2 separate regions of the Sus scrofa genome follow, and region 1 is linked to region 2. Evidence: chromatin contacts called from public Hi-C data. All regions are on one chromosome and are shown on one strand. Each heading gives the region's core, a stretch centred on a gene start, on an enhancer-like site or on the middle of the called end of the contact. The rest is flanking DNA. Distances are from core to core; before and after follow the strand shown. Region 1 overlaps PRKAR2B (cAMP-dependent protein kinase type II-beta regulatory subunit). Region 2 has its middle 45 kb from the start of PIK3CG.

Evidence for each region. A called contact is a pair of places that touch in the nucleus more often than the background predicts.
Region 1: a contact with region 2 is called in a Hi-C map of retroperitoneal adipose tissue, with 2.7 times the contacts expected there. The contact joins two enhancer-like sites. A contact is called at or near these places in 1 of 5 promoter capture datasets (fetal skeletal muscle), 32 of 47 Hi-C or Micro-C datasets (adipocytes, adipose tissue, alveolar macrophages and 18 more) and 2 of 2 datasets of contacts at active chromatin or transcription factors (alveolar macrophages and skeletal muscle).

What each region holds. Positions count from the first base shown.
Region 1 is chr9:106,939,126-106,946,485 of Sscrofa11.1, reverse strand. It overlaps PRKAR2B (cAMP-dependent protein kinase type II-beta regulatory subunit), which reads right to left. Exons shown (of 11, transcript XM_021102599.1): 6 at 4,208-4,361. Among named protein-coding and RNA genes, the nearest start is that of HBP1, 23 kb to the left of the region's middle. Within about 2 kb of position 1,320, at least 9 of the 83 cell types and tissues checked have an H3K27ac peak or open chromatin away from gene starts, as enhancers often do. A contact at or near this core is called in retroperitoneal adipose tissue, where this site is marked.
Region 2 is chr9:106,656,153-106,663,174 of Sscrofa11.1, reverse strand. No RefSeq gene overlaps it. Among named protein-coding and RNA genes, the nearest start is that of PIK3CG, 45 kb to the left of the region's middle. Within about 2 kb of position 4,559, at least 23 of the 83 cell types and tissues checked have an H3K27ac peak or open chromatin away from gene starts, as enhancers often do. A contact at or near this core is called in retroperitoneal adipose tissue, where this site is marked.

The DNA.
Region 1 (7,360 bases), core at 71-2,570, 290 kb before region 2:
GATGACAGTGTTTATCATGCTCATCATTCTAAAATGTTCCTATGTTTATACTACTTAACCTCAAGGATACAGAAGTGAAATAAGGAACCAGGGAAAACTTTAAAGCTAATGGCTCTAAAAATGGTTTTACTACAAATTTTATATTACAAAAATTCCTACCAAACATTTAGTTCTCAGAGTGCTCAGAATTACGTTAGTTTGGCATAAACTGATAAACAACAATACCGTTTAATATAAAGTAAAATTAATTGGAATATGTTCTTTAATAAATTACTGTGCCAACATATTAAGGCTGAATTTAAATGAACTGATAGGATGGGGGAAAAATGCAAGTGTGGATTAAGTCTCTAGGAAACTAAACATCTTGTTCTCCGATTTCGTTTATTATAATTTTATAAGGGTTATAGTTTAGACTTAGTCATTTTTTAAAAAGAGAAAAAAATTTAAGATAATTGTAAAATATTGAAATAATTTCCAAGTCTAGCTCTGCATCAGAATCAGCAGTGGTGTTTTAAAAAAAAAAGTTTCTAAGATCCCATACTTTATTTTTATTTATTTACTTTTTTTAGGACCATACCCAGGGCATATGGAAGTTCCCAAGCTAGGGGTTGAATTGGAGCCACAGCTGCCAAGCCTACACCACAGCCACAGCAACGAGGGATCGGTGTTTGCAACCTACTTTGCAGCTCATGGCAACACCAGATCCTTAACCCAGTGAGTGAGGCCAGGGATCGAACCTGAATCCTCATGGATCCCAGTAAGGTTCTTAAGACACAGAGCCACAACGGAAACTCCTAAGATCCCACACTTTAATGACTCAAAATCTTGGCACACAGGACTCTATATATAATAATCTGTATTCTGTAAAAACTCTCCAAGTGACTCTGCTATGTAATCTGTTCTGGGGACTGGCTGCACACCACTTTATGAAGAAGAGTTTACAGCAAAACAGAGAAGCCTAGAAAGAGGTTAGCAATTTAGAAATTAATCATAATGAGCAATGTGTGTCAGAAAAAAATTTCTATTAGTGGCTCACCTCTTCACACCCACTGTGACATAAAAATAAAATCCAGAAAGTCCCATTTCAAAGATTTTCATCCTATAGTCATTTCAGTCCTCACCTCTCTGAATCACCAGCACAGTCCTGCAGATCAGTTAATTCCCCAGGGCTAACAGTGACCTCGTCTTATTTACAAAGCTGGACTCTTCTACAAAGGACTTTTCTCTTGAGATTTGCTTATCTTTATACCTGCACTGATGCGGCAGAGCTCCAATCTGTTGGTCTTAAAACTTTCTCCGGAAGGGGGCTGGTTAGGTGAATTGCTAAGAAAGCAGGTTTGAAGTATTAACTGATTATGTTAATTATTATGATTTTTAAAAGCAGCTATTGCACTTATGCACACACCCCAAGGTGATCATCACAAACTGTCCACTTTCTTTTTTTAACGGCTGCACCTATGGCATATGAAGTTCTCAGGCCAGGGACTGACTCCAAACCACATCTGCAACCTATGCCACAGTTGTAGTAATGTCAGATCCTTTACGCCACTGTACTGGGGCTGGGGATTGAACTTGCACCTCCACAGTGACCCGAGCTGCTGCAGTTGAATTCTTAACTCACTGTGCCACTGTTTGTAAAGTTTAAAATATGTACAGATTAGTAAAAATCTCTGAAAATGACCTAAGTATCATGCACCCTGGGAAATGCTGGGCCTTTGTCAGTAGTTTAGGGTTCCCGCCAGGGCTGAAAACTATCAGGAATCAAAAGGCCAACCAGCTAAATATGTGACCTTGTTCAGAGGAACTGCAGAGAGGAGGCTTCCGTGTGACAATCTGATTCTGGATAGCAACCCCATCAGGATGATTAAATTTTCAGTGATACCTTCCTTAAGGAAACTCAAGACAGGGCAGGTAAGCACTTCCTAGGGGCCAAGTTCACTCAGGTTTGAGTTTTTAACTTTGCTGGCTTTGGGTACTGAGATCTTTCATCCTCCTTAAAACACTTCAGATGATGAGCCTGAAACAATTCCAATTCCAACTGGAAACAATTCCAATTCTTCTTCCAGCACTTAAAAAGTGACTCATCACATTTTTAATAAGTAAACAAGTAACTGCCTGGTTTTAATAAGAAGAAATGAGACAAAAAAACAAAAGAGGGGGAGCTCCCATCATGGCTCAGTGGTTAACGAATCCAACTAGGAACCATGAGGTTGCGGGTTCGATTCCTGGCCTTGCTCAGTGGGTTAAGGATCCGGCGTTGCCGTGAGCTGTGGTGTAGGTTGCAGAGGAGGCTCAGAGTTGCTGTGGCTCTGGCGCAGGCTGGCAGCTGCAGCTCTGATTCAACCCCTAGCCTAGGAACCTCCAAATGCCACGGGAGCGGCCCAAGAAATGGCAAAAAGACAGAAAAAAAAAAAAAGAAGTGCACAATATATCTCATTTTTCCAATCAAGAGATTTCTATCAGCTGAATCCACTTCAGAGTCCAACACTGTGTGGTGACTGATAATGCGTAACTCCTGTGAAGCTGCAGTCCTGTACTTCTTGTTACCTCACCTCGCCTCCTTAAAAGGACTTGTCAGAAATAACTGAGTAGATGCATGTCAAAACTATAGGGTGGGAAGTTCCTGTTGTGGCTCAGTGGTACCAGACCCAACTAGTGTCCATGAGGATACAGGTTCGAACCCTGCCCCCGCTCCGTGGATCGGGCATTGGCGTGATCGGTGGTCTAAGTCTCAGACGCAGCTCGGATCCCGCGTTGTTGTGGCTGTGGCTGTGTTGCAGACTGGGGGCTGCAGCTCTGATTTGACCATTGGCCTGGGAACTTCCACAGGCCACAGGTACAACCCTAAAAAGCAAAAGACAAAAGTGTACATATATAGTGTGTGATGTTTCTCACAATGTTAAAAGAGAATACAAATATTGTCAACCTTCCCTTAATCAGGGCTGTTTAAATCTGGGCACCAGCAGCACTGCTGTCTCCAGGGGGCTTCTAAGGCTCCGCCTCCTCCCAGACCCAATGAATCAGAATCTGCCTTTTAACTAAATCCCCAGGTGATCCCTAAGCATCAGCTTAAACAGTCTTTCAGAATCGGCTTTGCTGGGGTCTGCTCCTCTGCATCCTAATATCACCTATGAAAAGAATCTCCCTCCCTCCCCTCACCCAAATGTCTTTAAGTCAACTTTCAAGTCTTGTAGACAGACCACCTTTAAGAAATTTATTTGGGGAAGTTCCCATTGTGGCTCAGCAGGTTAAGAACCTGACTAGTAACCAGGAGGATGTGGGTTCGATCCCTGGCCTCACTCAGTGAGTTAAGGATCTGGCATTGCTGCAACCTGTGGCGTAGTTGCAAATGTGGCTTCCATCCAGTGTTGCCGTGGCTGTGGCATGGGCTGGCAGCTGTAGCTCTGATTTGACTGCTAGCCTGGGAACCTCCATATACCGCAGGTACAGCACTTATAAAGAGAAAAGGAAAAAAAGAAATTTATTTCACCAGGACCCAACCCTCAGAGTCTGATTACATTTCTCAGTGGTGGGGCCTAGTTAAGAGGACTTTTTTAAAACATCCCCAAGTAATTCTGATGTGTAGTAAGTGAGAAGCACAGGAATCAACTATTTTCTCTCTGCAGGGCTGCTTGTCAATGCAGAGTTGTTACAATCAATTTACACCACAGGAGTGGCTCAGATGACAGTGGTTTCTCAAGCATGGACAGGCTTGCTCAAGTACAGGCTGCCGGCCCCACCTGAGTTTCTGAGTCAACGGGCCTGAATCCGTAAGTGGGGCCTCAATCTGCATTTCTAGCAAGTTCCCAGGTCAGGGGACCCACACGCTCTGAGAACCACAGATTATAATACCACAGAAAGCGATCTGAAAAAAACAGCACCGAAGGCTTTGGTTTTTAAGAGGGGTTTAAAAAAAAAAAAAAAGAGAGGGAGAAGCATTTTGGATCTGTCTTTCGCCTGGTTGGCAGGTTCAACTCCAGACTTGACTGGGAAACAGAAGGCTAACAGTCTTAGTGCACAGTCTTAGTGCACAGTCTTAGGGCACAGTCTTAGGGCACAGTCTTAGTGCCCAAACGGTCAGCATCCAGCAGTTGCTTAATCAACCCCAAACGAAGCTACCTATGAGAACTGAAATGCGGCAGCTGCCTGACTTCTGTCATAACAACTTTTATAAAAGATGTTCAGTCCAAAGAAAGACTCCACTCACCAAACCCCACAGAGCACCAGGAGAGGTAGCGGTGATCGTTGCTGCTCTGGGCGTGTTGTACATTAAGGCCAGCTCGCCGAAACTCCCACGATTGTCGTAGTTCCCAACACACCTCCCAACACCGTCGCATTTCACATAAATATCAAATGTCCCTCTGTTGGACAGGTGGAAGAAAAGATGTAAAAGTAATTCAAGCTAAATCTCACTGCAAAATACACAAGCCCTGGGCAATAAAATCTCCATCTTTCTGGGTTGTTTTGTTTTGTTTTGTTTTTTTAACATCACTTATCGCTTAGTCTTGCTGCTTGGACGTCATGACACATTTGCCTGTCTGGAAGGGTAAACAGTAAGAGGTTCCCTTCTGCCCTGGCCCAGCCATCCAACTTCCTCCCAGAAATGCTGCTGCTCCCAGCATCTTCCACATCCGTGCAGAGGTCTTCCCACTGGGGAGCAGCAGTAGCTGGGGGCATGCCCAGGGAGCCCCTCTCAGGCACATCAGGGTAATAGGAACCCTCCCCAGATTGTCATCCATGGGTGACAGTTGTTGCTGGGCTCTTATTGTCCTTTCTCTTCTGTTGACCATAATAAAAGGGCATCAATGTGTGACACAGATTCCTCCACCCCAGTTCCAGACAAGCAGAAAGATAAGACCATCAACGGGACTAAGGTGAGGCCTATATTTGTGCCTGCTGGGGCCACTGAGACTAAACTGCACATATTTAAGATAATACATGATCAAAATATAATGAGGAATGCAACCAAACAGAAAATGCAAAGATAGCCATCTGAAGGGATGCGTGTACAAAACTGCTGACTGCAGTGACCTCTGAGCCTAAGAATCACGGAAGATTCTAGGGGCATTCATTTAAAGAGCCTTTGTTTCTCTAATAAACATGTATGACTTGTGAGAACAGAAGAATAGCTTGGAGTTCCCTGGTGGCTCGGTGGGTGAAAGATCTGGTGTTGTCATTGCTGTGGCTCTGGTTACAGCTGTGGCATGGGTTCGATCTCTGGCCCAGGAACTTCCACATGCCGCAAATGAAGCAAAAACGTTTTGAAGGAGTTCTCATTATGGTACAACAGGATTGGCAGCATCCTGCAGGTTCAGTCCCCGGCCCAGAACAGTGTGTTAAGGATCCAGTGTTGCTGCAGCTGTGGCAAAGGTTGCAGCTGTGGCTCAGATCTGATCCCTGGCCCAAGGCGCTCCGTATGCCACAGGGCAGCCAAAAAAAAAAATAATACTGCTCTAGCAATCTGGTCAGCCACAACTGTATAGGACTCACAGGATCCTTTACATTCTAAATAAGGGACTGGAACACAGGAGCCCAAAGCAGGCTGCCTGCTTCCTTAAATCAAGTTTTATGGGAATGACAAGCACACCAGCTGTTTCTGCATTATCAGTAGCTGACTCATGCTAGACAGCAGTGTTGAGCAGTTGCAACATAGATCTCATGGCCTGCAGACCCTACAAAATTTACTCCCTGGCTCTTTAGATCATCTGGCCCTTTGTTAGACTGACCCTCAAACTAAAGCAAAAAGTGATAGAAATGCACACTAAATATCTAATCCTGGTCTTTTTATGGTATTTTCATGGTTATCTTTTAACTGCATTTCTTTTCCTAGGCAAATAAAACTCTGGATCACTGTACTGCATATCATCCAGATCCTATGTTTCCATAAACTTCATTCTTCCTCTGGAGAACACTTTCCAGGTACTGTATTTTATCAGAGAAGGTTTCAAGGTTTGCTCAAACACCTGTGAGGGCAGATAGGCAAAATTTTGTGGCTTTATTCTGTGGCTAAACCCTAGCAAAGACAAAACATAGAGAGCTTTTAAGATTAAGGGAATGATTACGAACAGTAGAGGTAAAACAAAAGCAAAAACATAAGATATTAGACAAAAGGTATTCAAAAATAAGAATAATTGGTTTGGGGAGTTCCCTTGTGGTCTAGTGGTTAGGACTTGGTGCTTTCACTCAGCCCTGGATTCAATCCCTGGCCTGGGAACTGAGAGCCTACATCAAGCTGTTGCACACCATGGTCAAAAAACTTTTTAGAAATAAAATAAATTTTTTTTTTTTTTGCTTTTTAGGGCCGCACCTGAGGCATATGGAAGTTCCCAGGCTAGGGGTCTAATCAGAGCTACAGCTGCCGGCCTACGCCACAGCCACAGCAACATGGGATCTTTAACTCACTGAGCAAGACCAGGGATCGAACCTACAACCTCATGGTTCCTAGTCGGATTTGTTTCCACTACACAACATGAACTCCCAAAATAAAATTATTTTTAAAAAAATAATTAAAAAATAAAAATGCTTTAGCTATTGATAGAATTCGAATTTTAAAAGGAGAGTAACTGGTTTTTTAAATATAATTCATGGCTAGAAGCGTTGTTTCAGAGATAGCTTCCAGAATTTGTTTCATGCATAGTATTGTTGAGTACAGATTTGTTCGTCTCTTTATACTTTTGCTCTAAAATGGTTTTCCACATTTCTGCTTTGAATAGGATAAAATACACAACAAATATCCTGATGAGAAGGATAGTCACAGATCAGTCCTGTTAAAATCACATCAGTCTAAAACTGCTGAAATACTGTGTGCTGCTTTTTCAGATTTCTCATCCGAGAATGTGAGGCCCTGGGCAGTGCAGGGCCAACGGAGAGGGGACACACGGTGGTCAAGAGACCTGCACGCTGAACTGGCGCCAAACCCATCATCTGGGTGACCTCGCATCACTTCTGTGTGCCTGGGAGTTTTCATCTGTCAAAGGGGTGATGAGGATCTAACTGGAAAGGGAGGGTACTGTATACAAATGCATGGAGTTCTTCTAGTCAAAAATTATCCCTGTGCTGTATTCGGGGTTCCTATAATTTAATACAATTAAAGAGCTGAGTGAATTTCTGAGGCTTTTTGTTGATGAAGGCTGTTAATGGTACCAAAATCATGACCTTAATTTATATGTGGGAAAATTCTAAAATCATAGTGTCCCCTCAGCCCTGGCTAGTGCAGCCCACAGGTCACCAAGGCCTCAGGGATGAGGGCCTGGAGGGCTCAGAGGGCACCTGTGACGATGCAGGAAAGGTACCACTCACAGAGCCCAGATCAGGAAACAATGCCTAAGCAGAGAGACAGACAGAAAGGCCTCTGAGGAGA
Region 2 (7,022 bases), core at 3,310-5,809:
CCCTAAGTCTCTTCCCAGTCCATTCCTGCACCACCACTCCCAGAAGCAACCACGATTCTGATTTCCATCTTGAGTAACTGTCTCACACTTTCCCTTTCTCCTCAAATCTCCAACTCTCCTTCACCATTTTCCTTGAAGCTGATGATCTTGTTTCCTATTTCCCAAATGAAAGCAACAAGAAGAGAACTTTCATACACCCACCGCCCACTTCTTCCCATGCACTAGCCTTGCATCTGCCAGCTTCCTGTCTGTGCATGGATGGACTCCCCTCTAAAGCCAAGCCCCCCATCCCCTCTCAGGAGGTTAAGAATAGCCCTGCAGCAATGCCTTCCTCTTTCTCTTACATAATTTCCCACACAAAACTGGATCCATTCCCATGAACATTTATTTCTATGCTATCATCTATTCCATCCTAAAAGGAAAATAAAACAACCCCCTTGATCCCATCACTCCCATCTGCCCCTATTTCTTTGCTCCTCATTGTAGCAAAAATCAAAGTGCAGTTTACACTCTCTGGCTTTACTTATTCTTCGATATTCTCCCTTAAATCCTTGCTCTTCAGGCTTTGCACCTGCCACCCCATGGAAACTGTTCTTCTCACTGTCACCAAATGACCTCCACACAGCAAAATCCCATAGTACAATTCTCGGTCTTTAATAGGATTTGACACAATTGGCCCTTTTTTCTTCTTTTGATAAAATGTCTTCATTTGGCCTTCACAACACTCCCTTGGGTGTCTGCCCTGCTCACTTCTTCTCAGGCTCAGTTTAGTCTGCTGGATCCTCGTCTTCTTCCTCAGCTCCTGATGTAGACAGGCTTCAGGCTCGGCCTGACTCGCCTGCTTGAGTGATCACATCGGGCTCTTGGCTTTAAGTACCACCATATGACAGCATTTTCCAAATTTGTGTCTCCAGTCCAGAGGGCTGTCCTGAAATTGACACCATAATATCCAGCCTCCCACTTGACATCTCTACTTGCAGGTCTGGTGGACAGCTTGACCTGAACATGCCCAGTGTTGAACTTCTGATCTTCTGCTATAAACCACTTCACTTGTAGCTTTGCCATTTGGGGTGATGGCTGTCCATCTTTGTGGTTGATCAGACCACCATCTTCAAGTCATTCTTGGTACTTTCCTTTCACTCTTACCCCACATCCAGCAGGAAATACTGTTGGCTTTCTACGGCCAATAGAAACTTTTCATCCAATAACCCAGTTTCCTTTCCAGTTGTGCCTCTCCTTGAAGGATTAAATATCCCTTTTTTGTTGAGTTTAGGAGTGGCCATATGACTTGCTTTAACCCAATACATGTGGGCAGAATTGATGGATATCATATCCAGTGGGTACTCTAAGAGCCAGCAAATGACAGTCCACAATGCTCCAGATAGAGGCAGCCCTGCCGGCCTGCACCCAGAACCAAGTCACGAGTGGCAGAGCCACTGCCGACTCACACTAGACATGAGGCATTGTAAGCTGCTGATGTGGGACCAGAGCTGATCTTCACACAGCTCAGAGTGCCAGGAAATGGGGTGCTGGATGGCTAATTGGCTGTGGCAATGGTTACACCTATGGCTCCTCTTGATGGGAGCAAAACAAAAAATGCTTGCTTCACCACCCATGTGGGACTTGGGTTTCTTATACTTCAGATAGTTGGTTACACAGGATGCTAGTTTTAGACCCAAGCTCACTTGTTACACAGCAATTTCTCATGTGTGAACACGCAACCCATCCCCACCTCTCTTGCCAATCTCCAGCCACCAATCCAGTGGAGGCTGAGTCCTCACATGGTGGGTAAACAACGCAGCTCACTGATCTTTTGGGCCAAGAACCTAGAATAATGCCTGGCACATAGTATTTGCTCAATAAATTTGTTGACTAAAGGAATTCAGGAAAACAACAAAGTTCAGGAGTAAAAGAAGCATTTTCTTAAAGTAAACCCTGGCTCTTCAATCAAGCTGCATGCAAGCTCTGTCAGACAGGACTGAGTCATGATAATTTTGGGTGGAACCATTGTCTGATGGTTGACTATAGTCTTTTTTTTTTTTTTGTCTTTTCTAGGGCCACACCCTGTGGAGGATATGGAGGTTCCCAGGCTAGGGGTCTAATTGGAGCTGTAGCCACCAGTCTACACCAGAGCCACAGCAATGCAGGATCCGAGCTGCGTCTGCAACCCACACCACAGCTCACAACGACGGATCCTTAACCCACTGAGCGAGGCCAGGGATCGAACCCGCAACCTCATGGTTCCTAGTTGGATTCGTTAACCACTAAGCCACTATGAGAACTCCTTTTTTTTTTTTTTTTTTTTTTTTTTTTTGACTAGTCTTATTTCCTAAGCAAACACTCTGGAATGTTTGGGACCTTGGACAAAATTTCAAGTGCAGTGTTACTTACAGTCTTTAAATGACGTAAATGTTATAATTGTTGGCATGCTCATTAACTTGCAGTTAATAGTTAAGAACATGGACTCTGGAGCCTGATGAGGTTCAAATTCCACTACTAGCTGTATGATCTTGGGCCAGTTACTTAACCTCTCTGTGACTCATTTTCCTCCTTTGTCAAGTGGTAGCAGTAATAATTCCTACCTCATAGAGCTGTTGTGAAGTTAATGCATGCAATGCATGTTTATACCCGTCCCCAGCACATAGGATGTCGTATATGTTTGCTTTTTATTTTTATTGTTGTGCATATTATCCCTACCTTCTCCTAATCATCTACCTGTTTTGCTAAGTGGATCCTGAAAGCCAGCAAGAAGACTCTGAGTTCTCTGAAATGCCGTTGCCCAAACATTTCCAGAGTGTGCTTGGTCAAAGCCGTACCACTAGTTTCATATGTGTTTAATTTTGGATAGGTGGGGCTAAATCACAGAACCAGTTTTGTTTATTTATAACCGCCTTTAGATTCCCTCTTCCCTTCAAATCTCCCTTCTAAATCTGAGATAAGGTGCCAGCCTTCTCAGAAAAGAAGGGAAGGTCCAAAGGAAAATGAAGGCTGTCGACATAGCTCCCAGAAGGTGGGATCTGGATGTGCGAAAAAGCACACCAAAGAGGAAACTGAGATTACCAGTACGGTTTCCTCTTTATGCTTCAATTTTCTAAAATATGCCCAATGAACATGTATGTTTTAAAAGTTAGAATAAAATATGGTCTTTTGTAAAACAGAGAATTTTTTAAAAATCCTGCCAAAATCTCTCATCAAACAACTGAAAACTCTACTAAAAGAAGTCACAGAAGGAGCAGATTGAGTGGGGTGAAGGGACCTACTAAAGGAAGGTTACAGAAGGAGCAGGTTGAGTGGGGTGAAGGCAGAGCTCAGTGGCTTATGCAGATTATGTAGGAGCCTGGGGATGGGAGGTGGAAATATGGGCAAAGCAGGAGTGAGAAGTGGGCTTCTGACAAACCCCAAATTGTTTGGAAGAGTGAAACAAAAACCAGGAGACCAAAAAGACTTAGCTGACCAGTCCACAATGTTTGAAACTCTACGCTAGATACTGTAGGAAAGAAAGCAATGAATATAGCAGGGTCTCTACCTCCTATTGCATCTAAACATGAACTTGAGGAAATCGACTCTACAGCAAGTGTAGACTCCCTTTTGGAGGGAGGAAATCTTTTTAGATCACGATGCCAGGACTTCTCAAACTATTCCTTATGGATCATGTGCATGGGGGATAGCAGGGCTGATTATGAAAATGCAGACTCTCAGGCCTCTCCATCCCTGATGAATCAGCAGGTCTGGAGCCCAGAAGCAAGGGATCTGGCTTTTCATCAAGCCCTTGTGGTGATTCTTATGTACAATTTAAAATGTTAGTAACTCTCTTGTCAAACAACTGAAAACTTCAGTGGTAGCTGCCAAAGGAATTAAAATTACTTTCGACGGGGGTGGTGGGCATGGATGGTTTCAAGGAGCAGTATTTGAATGGAGGCTTTGGCTGGGTTTTCCTGACTGTGCCCAAGGGGAGGTCCAGTTCCAGGAGCGGGAAATGGGTGATCCAAGGCAACCAAGTTCATGGGGTGGGGTGGGGGGCCCATGACCGTGCTGGGGTTTATGGCAGACATGGGCTGCAGACCCATGAGGTGATGAGGTTCCAGTTCTGCAAGCTTTCCAGCCTCTCTTCCACACTTCACTGGGATGACAGGGCTGAGGAATTTCACCACAGAAAGCTGGTTTGGCTCTATGCTCATCTGTTCCCAGGCGAGCTAAATTCACCCGCTTTCTGCCTTCTGTCAAGTCAGCTGTTCTCTGAATTCAAGTAGAAGTATGAGAATTTCTGGCCACTCAGGGTGGCATTTTGCTATGGTCATTGCTTGAAGTAGCACAGGCGGCTCTATTTCCAAAGGGAAACCAGCCTACTCACCTCAGGCGGGGCAGGCAGGCAGGCAGCAGGCCAGGCCAGTGCTGGGCACACTGGGTGGCTTTGCCATCTCAGTGGCATCTGCAGGGAGTGAGGGGCAAGCAGCCGGTGATCAGATGTTCCTATACCACGGAAGTGCCCAGACCAACTATCGGGTCTGTGAGTGGGTTGGAACCTCCCTTTCTAAGCTACCTAGATGGTGTCAATCAACAACAATCATTTAATGACTGACCCTGCTGTTGAGTCAGCGCTGTCAGCCTCCACCCCTTTCTCGACTTCTGCTGATGCTGTTTGAAGCATCTAAGGGGTGAGAAGCTGGGGCCCGGCCTCATCAGCAGCAGCCCCACGATGAAAATTCCATCAAGGTCTCCTGTCTCCCTTCTGGCCTCGACCATCATGCTGTAGCCAAAAAATGTGAACTGGGCTAAGACACAGACAGGGTGCGAGGAACGTGGAGGGGCTGCCCAGATGTCCTTTCCAGAAAGGGGTGTGATCAGCAGATGCTTGTCAGCTGCTAGCCCCTCAGGGTCTGCCTCAGCTGCCTAGGCCATGTCCACAGCCAATGACGGATTATGGCAGGTGTATATAAGCCTAGCTATTTGGCCCAGGGCCCAGCAATTCACATGGGCCTCCCAGTCCTGCTTTCATGCCTTCCTTCCACAGGTGCTAATCCTAAGGCATTCCGCAATAAACACTGCAGCCTTCATTCCATTTCAGTCTGCTCTCCAGAGAACCCACATGCAGCCCGTGAGTTTGAATTTCAGCTGGACTAATTCGGAGCTCTGTGACCTTGGGGAAGCAAGAACTTCTTTTCTGTGAGACTTAATGTCCTGTTCTGCAAAATGAACACATAGTAACTTTTTTCATAGGATTGTTGCTGGTGCATTTACATATCTGGTGCAGAGTACTTGCTCATCAGTATTAGCTATTGTAATCTCAGGCAAGTTATGTAACTTTAGTGAGCCTTGGATCCGTTATCTAAAAATAAGAACAATATCGCTTACATCTCAGGATTTTTTTAAAAAATTGAAGTCTAGTTGATTTACCGTGTTGTTAGCTTCTGGTGTACAGCATAGTGCTTCAGTGTATCTCAGGATTTTGGTAAGGATCATATGACATACTCTGTGTGTGAGGTACTCAGTAGATATGCCCTTTCCCCTTATTTTTCCTTTATCATATCAATAGTACCTTTATAGAGTGAATTAAAAAAATAATTCTTTTTAATGTTATTTATTGCTTGCCCTTTATCAGAGTATAAAGTGCATTCATTCATATTCGGAGGAGGAAAATTGCATGTAGAGCAGAAGGGCGGGGCTCAGGTGGAGCCCTGGTTTTGTGGCTCTCTTCTCTTCCATTCCAGGTCAAAGGACAACTCCAGGCAGCACACCCTGCATGACTCAACATATTCTACACACTGCTCATATGACCTTCGTTTCCCCTTTTTCCTTGGTTCACTTTTATAATCCTTGTAATGATCTATTTCTGTGGATTATAGGATTTCTGTTTTATCTGGTAAATCTCTGAGAAGCAGGGAAGTATCTCTCTCTCTCTCTCTTTTTTTTTTAAAGGGTCTGGCTGGCTGTTCATTGGTTCTTGTACTAGTTAATAGTGACCAGCTCTTACAGCAATGCTGAGTTCTGCTGGATGCATTCAGAGCAGGAATTCCTGCTGACTTCACAAGGAATCTGAAAGCCAGATGGGGTCTTCTGAGCCCCCCCTTGTCCAACTCTGTCATCTCACCCATGAGGAATTTTTGTTTAGGTCAGCCTATTTTTAAATAATGTCATTTAAAATCTTATGTGGAATTTTTGTAGCCCCATCTTTATTACATCTTTCTTTTATAACTTCATAGTCTATTTTTTGTTTCTCGTTTAAAGCTTCGTCAGTTCTAGGAACACTGTCTTACACTGACACCTACTGGACAGGTGGGAAAATAGCTGATACCAAGAACACTACCGTTTGTTAGGACTAGAGACAGATAAATAGTGTCTTTCCCACTGCATTCATATTTATTTATTTATTTATGTATTTATGTATTTATTTATTTATTTTTGAGGGTGGTCTTTGCAGGGGCATACCTGCAGCATATGAAAATTCCCAGGCTAGTGGTCGAATCAGAGCTGCAGCTGCCAGCCTACGCCACAGACACAGCCACAGCAATGCCAAATCTGAGCCAAGTCTGTGACCCGTACCAAAGCTCTCACAGCAACGCCAGTTTCTTAACCCACTGAGTAGGGCCAGAACCCATGTCCTCATAGATACTAGTTGGGTTTGTTACCGCTGAACCACGGGGGGAACTCCCACATTCACTTTTAATAAGCCTCTTTCTTATAACTGTCCCGGTCATAAGCTTTCATTTCCCTCTTCTTCTACTAAACCTAATTGTCTATATTAGATTTTAGATTTCTGGGATGTGATGATTAGATCCAGTTAAGATGCTACAAGCCCATAGTATGTTTATGCAGTGCCATTCTTTAGATATATTTAATGTTTAATGAGGCACAATAATCCCACTCAGTAACTGTGATAATTCTGCAAGCACTGTAGCTCTGAAGCACTGACATGTCAGGTGGGCCCTGTGAAAGGTATGGAACCATTCTTAATCCTAGAGTCACCTGATGGTGGGGACTGCCAGAGGCCATCTCATCTGGATCAAAACCTCTCACCATTGGCA